Linked DNA regions of Mus musculus: regions 2 and 3 are each linked to region 1. The links are chromatin contacts, called in public ChIA-PET and Hi-C maps. All regions are on one chromosome and are shown on one strand. The core of a region is the stretch at or near the end of the contact, and the rest is flanking DNA. Distances in the headings are between cores, read along the strand shown.

Region 1 (2,815 bases), core at 157-2,656:
GCAGGGAGCCAGCCTGGAATAAAAGAAACCTTGTCTTAAAATAAACAAGGTCTGCAGAGATGGCTGGGGGGCAGCGTACTTTGCCTACAAGCCTGAGTGTGATGCCCAGAGCCCACCTAAAACTGGAGATCATCTACTTCACAAAGTCCATGTACTCACACAACTGACAAGATTTTGTGCTTACTTATTTCAACTAATGACAAATCTGCAGCTAGAGGCAGTTTGGGGATTGCTTCAAGCTGAGAAATTGACAAAACCAACTCAGGAACCATGACGCTGTTGAGCACTTGCGAACAGCAGAAGCAGCCGTACATGTTTCAGACCCAGGAAATAGGGTCTGTGAGCACAGCTTTAAAGGTCTCGGTATCTAGCCCCTGTTATATAAAGATCACTAATTACAGCCAAGGCATCATAGTAGTCACAACAAAGAATGATAAGATGGAATGGCCACAGAAAAATTTAAAAATCATTTCATGGTTTAAAGAGATTAGCTGAGGTTAGGATAAACACAGCTTGGTGGTAGTGGTGCACACCTTTAACCCCAGCAGTTGGGAGGCAGAGGCAAGTGGATCTCTGAGTTCGAAGTCAGCCTGGTCAACAGAATGAGTTCCAGGACAGCCAAGGCTACACTGAGAAACCCTGTGTTGAAAAAAACCAAGAGAAGAAGAAAGAAGAAAGAAGGAAGAGGAGGGGAAGGAGAGGGGGAGGGGGGGGGGGAGGAGGAGGAGGAGGAGGAGGAGGAGGAGGAGGAGGAGGAGGAGGAGGAGAAGAAGAAGAAGAAGAAGAAGAAGAAGAAGAAGAAGAAGAAGAAGAAGAAGAAGAAGAAGAAGAAGAAGAAGAAGAAGAAGAAGAAGAAGAAGAAGAAGAAGAAGAAGAAGAAGAAAGAAAGAAAGAATGAAGAATGTGTGCTACTCTTACAGATGCCCTAAATTTGGTTTCTAGCACCATATACCACCAACTCCAGCTCCTGGAGAGCCAATACTCTCTTCTGTCCTCCCAAGGCACCTGTACACACGTGACATAAACGTAAATACATCCTTTGTTAAAAGTTATCTTTCTGATATAGACAGAAAGGGTCTGAGATTCAAGGCTACGCAATGAATTACTGCTAAGAGTAGAAATTTACTCAATAAATATTTAGTGCATGCTCTAGGGTAGTGAAAGGTTGAGGGAAAAGCCCAACAGTCTCAATGCCCTGTGCGGAGAGAGGTCCAAGGCGAGAACCGGATTCCCCAAGGGCAGAGTGGGCAGGAGGACCGGGGGAAGGATGCAAGGGGACCGTTTCTCCGCCGGGCCGCGCGAGGGCGCTGCTCCCCTCCTCGTGCGCCGGGCCCGGCGGCGCCGCCCACTCGCCTTTTCCCGGCGGAAATGCCGGGGCGATGACGGAAACCCGGAGGGAGGGAAGAGAAAGAGCGAGAGGGCCGTGGCCAGAGCGCGGAGAGGCCTGCGGGTGGCAGCGGGCGGGCGGGCGCCGTCGGGCCGGAGCCGAGCCGAGCTGCGCCGCGCTCTGCGCTCCGAGCCGTAAGCCCTTCGCCGCGCCCCAGGCGCGTGGCCGGGGCCGGGCGGGGCGGGCGCTCCCGGAGGCCGGGGCCCGCGGCTGCCCGCTGGGCTTGGGCGGGGCGCGGGCTGCGCGCTCCGCGGCTCGGTGGTCCCGCCGGGGGCCGGCGGCGGGGGAGGCGGCGGGGACGCGCGGCTCGCCGCCATGGACGACAAGGCGTTCACCAAGGAGCTGGACCAGTGGGTGGAGCAGCTGAACGAGTGTAAGCAGCTGAACGAGAACCAAGTGCGGACGCTGTGCGAGAAGGTAGGCGGCCCGCCGCGGAGGCGCGCGCAGGGGTCGGGGGGGGAAACGGGCCCTGGCCCCCGGCTGGAGTAGGGGACGGGGTGCGGGACCCCACCCCACGCCCCGAAAACCAGGCTGCTGCAGTCCCCGGGCTCCACGGACAACTGCCCTGAAAGTCGTTAACACCGAGCGGTGGTTAGTGTGGCGTCGATCGCTCGCAGGTGATCCACGGAGTGCAAGGAGCTTTTGTTTGCACACTAGTGGGCGTGATGGCAGGCCGAGCCTTCTCCCAGCCTGGGTTTGGCGGAGGCAGATGACTGAAGGCTGGTCTGGGCGGCCGAGTGGCTATGGAGAGGGACGTCTTTTTCAGGAAGAAGACAGCAGGTGCTGAATTTGGAAACGGTGCTTACTGGCAACGTTAACTGGGATAGGTGCTATTTAGAACCGGCCACGTTACAGAAAGTTACTTCCTTTTTTTTTTTTTTAACCCTGTGTATCCCTCCCGACCCCACGCTATAGCTTGCAGGTAATGGATTAGGTAATCCCTTTTTGATCGTGTCTTCTCAGCTTTCAGACATGTGTGTGTATCTATTGGTTTATTAACCGCTAGGTTTTTGGGTTTTTTTTTTTTTTTTTTTTTTTTGCTTATATCATCTTATTTAGAGTCTTTTTTTTTTTCATTCCTCTTTTTTATTGTGGGCTAACTCGCTTCCCCATGTTCAAGAGCCCTGCGAGAGAGTAACGGAGCTAAGTATTCAAGTCAGAGTCTACATTTTTTTCCCCAGAAGTTAGGATCCTACCAAAGGATTTTGTTTATCCGTCTGATAACAGGCACTCCTTACTTGGGGTGGGGAGTGATAGATGGCTCTTGGTGCGCTTTTCAAGTTGACCAGGGCCTTTGTGGGTTGAATAAGTACTTAGCACAGGAGAGTTTCTTTCTTCTAGTAGAGCCGTGAAGAAAAGGGTGTTTCCCTCAGAAACTGTTTGTGTATCGTCTCAGTTAGCTTTTATTTATCTTGTGTGATAACCTGT
Region 2 (2,815 bases), core at 143-2,642, 470 kb after region 1:
GTACACTGTAGTTGTCTTCAGATACACCTGAAGAGGGCATCAGATCTCATTACGGGTGGTTGTGAGCCACCATGTGGTTGCTGGGATTTGAACTTCGGACCTTCGGAAGAGCAGTCGGGTGCCCTTACCCACTGAGCCATCTCACCAGCCCCTGAAGGATATTCTATTCGCCACCAGTTCCTATGAACGACGGTTTCTAAATGGTGACGGTGAAGTTACAATTGGTAGCAGTATCAAAAGATATGAAAGGGGCTGGAGGGATGGCTCAGCGGTTAAGAGCACTGACTGCTCTTCCAGAGGTCCTGAGTTCAAATCCCAGCAACCATATGGTGGCTCACAACCATCTGTAATGGGATCTGGTGCCCTCTTCTGGGGTGTCTGAAGACAGCAACAGTGCACCTTCATATAATAAATAGATAAATCTTTAAAAAAAAAGATATGAAGATTTTTTTGTTTTTTTGTTTTCTTTGTGAGTCAGAGAAAGTGGGGAGGGAAGGAGAGGTTCCTGATAAGATACTAGCTATTCCCTACTACTAATAACACCTTAGGCATATCACAACCTAACAAATGACTACATTTCCCAGACTTCCTTGTGGCCAAGGCCAAACATATGACTAGGTCCCCACCCTAGTTTATGGATAGAAGAGATAAGCGTGACATCCATGCTTATTGCTTAAGGGGAAACAGTTTGCTGTCTGCTTTTTCTCTTCCCCTTTTTCTGGACCAAATATAAGGTGGTCATGACCCAGCTTTGACCACTCAGCCAAGAACAACATCCTAGGAACTGTGATGCAACATGATGGGAAGGAGCCACGTCCCTAAATGACCCAAAGGAGCTCAACAGCGCCAGCAGCCTGGACCACTCAGCTCTGGTCAGTTGCGTCTTCTTCAAGCCAAGAGTTGGGATCGTAGCCATGTTACCAATGCTTTACTCTAGCCATCTAGCCTTGCGGCCAAACAGGAGACAGTTCTCTAGAGCAGAGAAGAAATCACTGGTCCCCTTTTTGTCTCCATACCCCAAACATCAAACATAGCATCTTATAGATGAGAAGTGTTCAAGGAGCCTTTGATAATTCAATGGGTGCTGGGCTGGAAGGGAGGGAAGAGACAGGCGGTAAAAAGTGAGTGATGGAATGGGCTGTAGTCTTGGAAGTAGAGTGTTTGCCTGGCATATAGGTAGGAGGCAGGCCCTTAGTTTGATCCCAGCATGGCAAAAAAAAAAAAAAAAAAAAAAAGACGGAAGAAAGAAAGGAAAGATGAATGGAAGGAAAGAAAGACTATGTTAGAACATCTCTGAACAGCCCGTGAAGCAAGCGCAGGTGAAGGAGGACTTCCATTGCTGCCACCTAGATTCCATGGAACTTTTTTTTTTTTTTAAAAGTTAGGGGGGAAAATATCACGTTAGTTGATTGACCCCTGCTGGCCGTTTGGAATTCTGCAGCTTGAATCAGTCAAACTGTTCAGCCAAAAATGTCTTCACTTTTTAGAGATCAAGGAAGCAGCTGTTAAAAATCTGAATCCACACTTAGGAAGCACTAAAACCCAACAACGATAGACACAGCCGGGGGGGGGGGGTCGGGGGGGGGGACAGACGACGACTAACAATAACAGAGAAGTGCTCTGGGCCGGCCACGGTGGCGGCGGTGCTGAAGCAGCCCTCCTCCAATGGAGGAGGGATGGCTCAGGATCTGGTTTTGCTCTAGAAGGTTGATTGAAGCTCGGGGTCCAGTTTCTCCTTTTTATAGATGTGTTTCTGTCCTTTGATCATGTCAAGCCGTAAGATGTCTCTCTGGTCCTTTCTCTTCTCTCCTCCTGTCATTTCCTTATCTGTTTCCACAGCTTGGCCTCTCTCTCTCTCTCTCTCTCTCTCTCTCTCTCCCTCTCCCTCTCTCTCTCTCATTTCTATCAGTGGAGTTAGTCATGACATTGTTGAGTTATTTGATTAAGAAAAAAAAATGAGGGCTGGTGAGATGGCTCAGCAGGTAAGAGCACCCGACTGCTCTTCCAAAGGTCTAGAGTTCAAATCCCAGCAACCACATGGTGGCTCACAACCATCTGTAACGAGATCTAGCACCCTCTTCTGGAGTGTCTGAAGACAGCTACAGTGTACTTACATATAATCAATAAATAAATCTTTAAAAAAAAAAAAAGAAAAAAAATGAAAGCTGAAAAATAAACAAAAAACTTTCTTTCTTTTTTTTCTTTTTTCTTTTTTTAGTTTAGTTTTGTTTTCTTTTTCGAGACAGGGTTTCTCTGTGTAGCCCTGGCTGTCTTGGAACTCACTCTGTAGACCAGGCTGGCCTCGAATTCAGAAATCTGCCTGCCTCTGCCTCCCAAGTGCTGGACCCACACCCGGCTGTAACAAAACACTTTCGTTCACAAACTCTCTCAAAGCATTGTCAAGAATCAGAATCTCCTCAGACTAGAAGAAGGCATCCCAGGGCAGCGGCAGGGCTCTTCTTCAGTTTTGGGGATGGGGGAGATGCTTCTAAAAACCAGCCTGGTAACTCTCAGAGTGGCTGGAGAGATGGCTCAGTGGTTAAGAGCGCTCACTGCTCTTTCAAAGGACTGGGGTTTAATTCCCAGCATTCACGGAGTGACTTCAACTCCAGTTTCAAGGTGTCTGACTCTGTCTTTTTTCCTCCTCTTGAGGCCCTGGGCACTCTTTTTTTTTTTTTTTTTTTTTTTTTTTTCGGTTTTTGGTTTTTCGAGGCAGGGTTTCTCTGTGTAGCCCTGGCTGTCCTGGAACTCACTCTGTAGACCAGGTTGGCCTCCAATTCAGAAATCCACCTGCCTCTGCCTCCCGAGTGCTGGG
Region 3 (2,815 bases), core at 117-2,616, 290 kb before region 1:
ACATACACACACATACACACACTGACCACTACCACCACAAACATCATCACCACCACTACCACCATCACCATCACCACCATCACCCCCAGCAGCACCAGCAGCACAAACAGCATCATAAGCAAAAATAAAACACAGTAGGTAGTAACAGCACCTAATACTTCTTACTACTCTAAGGTTAAATTAGAACATTCACATAACACACTCAGATAAGGATGGGCCCAAAAAGAGCTTAATAAAAATATACTTCAGCGGTTATTACTACATGGTCATTATGATTTAAAGCCCTTTTAAGAGCCACACGCATGTAATTCAGGAGCAGGAATTCAAGGCTCTCTTCAGCCACATAGAAAGTTCAAGACCGGCCTGAGCTGCTGGAGGCACTATCTAAATAAGAAAACTGAATTAACCCTTTTCTGGGTAACCAAAGTACACTTGACCTCAAGGGTCTCACAATCCAGAGAGGAAACAAAAGAAACAAGAGCAACTCATTGAGATTACACCGATGACCTCAGACTGCGAGAAGGAAGGAAGCGAAGAGGCAAACGCTGACTTTATACCACTGAGTGACTGCGGAAATGCCAGTGTTACTCATACACTTATTCTGAATGTAGAAATTAACATGGCTAGACTTTAAGTTAAAAGAGATCTGACAAGCAGTTAATAGAGTTGAACTTTCACCTGCACAGTTAGTTCAGACAAGCTTTGGCAAAATTCACTCTGAATGCAAAAGTTCAAGGGTCTTCCAAGGTCCTATAGAGATTTCATTTAGGCATCTGCCATTCAAGTCTCATTCCCAAAGTTAAAAGACAATCACAAGTACGCCTGGGAAGGCACCCCATGAAGTATGCTTGCTATTTCTGTTATAGACCCGGACTACTTTAAAAAAAAATATATGTAACATTTACCTAAAAATGACAAATCTGATTAGTTAAATGTCAGACTACTGTACAAATAACATCCCAAGTATATTCATTTTTGTAGGCTTTTTACTATTTCCTGCAAACAAAGGCCAGTGGAAATATTTAAAAAAATAATTTTCATTTTCCTTATCCCTTTTTCTAAATCACCCAGGGAAATATTTTTATCTATTAAAAGCAAACAATTCTGCTCTAGTGATGAAAAACTTACACGTGTTATCTGGTTTTGTTTGCTCACTTGTGTGTATGTTTTTAAAACAGAAGGGAGGTCAGACTATCTGATCCTCCTGTATCATTCTCCTAAACTGATTCACAGGAAGGGAGGGAGGGAGGGAGGGAGGGGGGGGGAGGAAGAAAAGCACAATAAACAAAACATACAGTGTCTAAGGTGAGCAAGAGGGAGTGGGTAAAACCACTTCCCTTTGGCATAACAGCAAATGCCCAGAACCCACATGGTTGACGGAGAGGACCATCTCCCCTTCTCCTTCAAGTTACCCTGTGACCACAAACACCAACACACGGAGTAAAAACAAAAATAAATGAAACTGAATGAGGTTTGAAGCCAGGCCTGGAGCATGCTAGGCAAACAGAATCATTGAACAGTGTCCTCAGCTCGGCAGCACTGACCATTTACCTCATAAAAAGTAATAACTACTTGTCAAAGGCTCTTAATGTTTATTTACTTACAGAAGTTATTAATTTAACATCATTATAAATTAAAACAAATAAACACTGAAAGTGGAAAAAAATATACTCAGAATACAGAGTTACTGATAACCAGTTTTTTAGATCCAACCATGAAATTGACCTATAAGGTAGATCTATAAGGCTATAGATCTATAAGGTAAATCTATAAGGTAAATCTATAAGGTAAATCTATAAGGCTAAACCCATAGAGAGATGCTTGAAGGAACACCTTCCAGCTATTACAGACTGGACATCAAACTTGTTTTCCATTACAGGCAAAAACATGCCAATGAGAGCTAACAGAGAGAGAGCATAGGTACACTGTGATAATATATTTCCATAAATATTAATGTAGGTCCTCATTCTTTGCTGCTTTCAACACATACTGAAATATAAAAGTCTGCTCTCTTTTTGGTTTTTTTTTTTCAATTTCCTTATTTATTTATTTATTTATTTATTTATTTATATTGGATATTTTCATTATTTACATTTCAAATGTTATCCCCTGTCCCATTCCCCATCCCCCTGCCTCCATAAGGGTGTTCCCCCCACCCCCGACTCCTGCCTCCCTAGCCTCGAATTCCCCTACACTGGGGCATGGAGCCTTCACAGGACCAAGGGCCCCTCCTCCCATGGATGCCTGATAAGAGAAACACTATTAAGTGATAGGGTACATGTCTTTGTTACCATGACCAAAGCGGCTTGTGGAGGAAGGGTTTATTTGGCTTACACTTCCACATCATCCTCATTATTGATGGAAGCCAATGTGGGAACTCAAGCAGGGAAGAGACCTGGAGGCAGGAGCCTGAAGTGAAATGTTCAGTAAAGCCTTTGTGCCTAGCTTTGAGTGAAATGTTTCAGCGAAGCCTCTGCTGTGTTTGGGTTACTGAGTAGAGGCTGAGAAATTGTTTTGAGATTATTTGAAGAAATGTTGTCTCCCTGCAAAGTCTGCACTCAGTACTACCTGAAGGCCTGCAGCTGCATCAACCTTGGTCCTAAGACACTCCTGGCAAACCTGGAGTTCTTACCTTTGATTATGCCTAGCCATGGTCAAAAGGGACTGAGATCTGTGTGGGTCATGTTGTCTCTTGAGCAGCAAACACAAGATAACAACTGTGGTGGTTGAAACCTTTCCCAGCCCCAATTAACCTTGAACAATGCTTGAATAAAGTAACTGGAGTGAGCCTTCCCAGGAAGGCTGAACCCCTCTG

What was found. Hi-C and Micro-C count contacts between places; a contact is called where the count stands out from the background. ChIA-PET counts read pairs in DNA pulled down with a chosen protein or histone mark.
Region 2: a Hi-C map of the G1E-ER4 cell line shows a contact between it and region 1, with 2.0 times the contacts expected there. The contact joins the enhancer-like site here to the promoter of Ppp2cb in region 1. A contact is called at or near these places in 1 of 39 promoter capture datasets (the 3T3-L1 cell line), 3 of 484 Hi-C or Micro-C datasets (the G1E-ER4 cell line, cortical neurons and uterus) and 3 of 115 datasets of contacts at active chromatin or transcription factors (embryonic midbrain, fibro-adipogenic progenitors and pancreatic cancer cells).
Region 3: a contact with region 1 is called in an RNA polymerase II ChIA-PET map of memory CD8 T cells, with 48 read pairs. The contact joins the enhancer-like site here to the promoter of Ppp2cb in region 1. A contact is called at or near these places in 2 of 39 promoter capture datasets (hippocampal neurons and liver), 12 of 484 Hi-C or Micro-C datasets (the HL-1 cell line, the N1E-115 cell line, Th17 cells and 7 more), 12 of 115 datasets of contacts at active chromatin or transcription factors (DN3 thymocytes, bone marrow-derived dendritic cells, bone marrow-derived macrophages and 8 more) and 2 of 9 other capture datasets (embryonic stem cells and liver).

Annotation. Positions count from the first base shown.
Region 1 is chr8:33,598,215-33,601,029 of GRCm38.p6, forward strand. Ppp2cb (protein phosphatase 2 (formerly 2A), catalytic subunit, beta isoform) reads left to right here and starts at 1,407. Exons shown (of 7, transcript NM_017374.3): 1 at 1,407-1,804. The coding sequence starts at 1,703.
Region 2 is chr8:34,064,734-34,067,548 of GRCm38.p6, forward strand. No RefSeq gene overlaps it. Among named protein-coding and RNA genes, the nearest start is that of Gm40486, 10 kb to the left of the region's middle. Within about 2 kb of position 1,393, at least 50 of the 459 cell types and tissues checked have an H3K27ac peak or open chromatin away from gene starts, as enhancers often do. A contact at or near this core is called in the G1E-ER4 cell line, fibro-adipogenic progenitors and uterus, where this site is marked.
Region 3 is chr8:33,306,850-33,309,664 of GRCm38.p6, forward strand. The region is part of intron 16 of Wrn (Werner syndrome RecQ like helicase); the gene reads right to left. Among named protein-coding and RNA genes, the nearest start is that of Wrn, 77 kb to the right of the region's middle. Within about 2 kb of position 1,367, at least 18 of the 459 cell types and tissues checked have an H3K27ac peak or open chromatin away from gene starts, as enhancers often do. A contact at or near this core is called in Th17 cells, effector CD8 T cells and memory CD8 T cells, where this site is marked.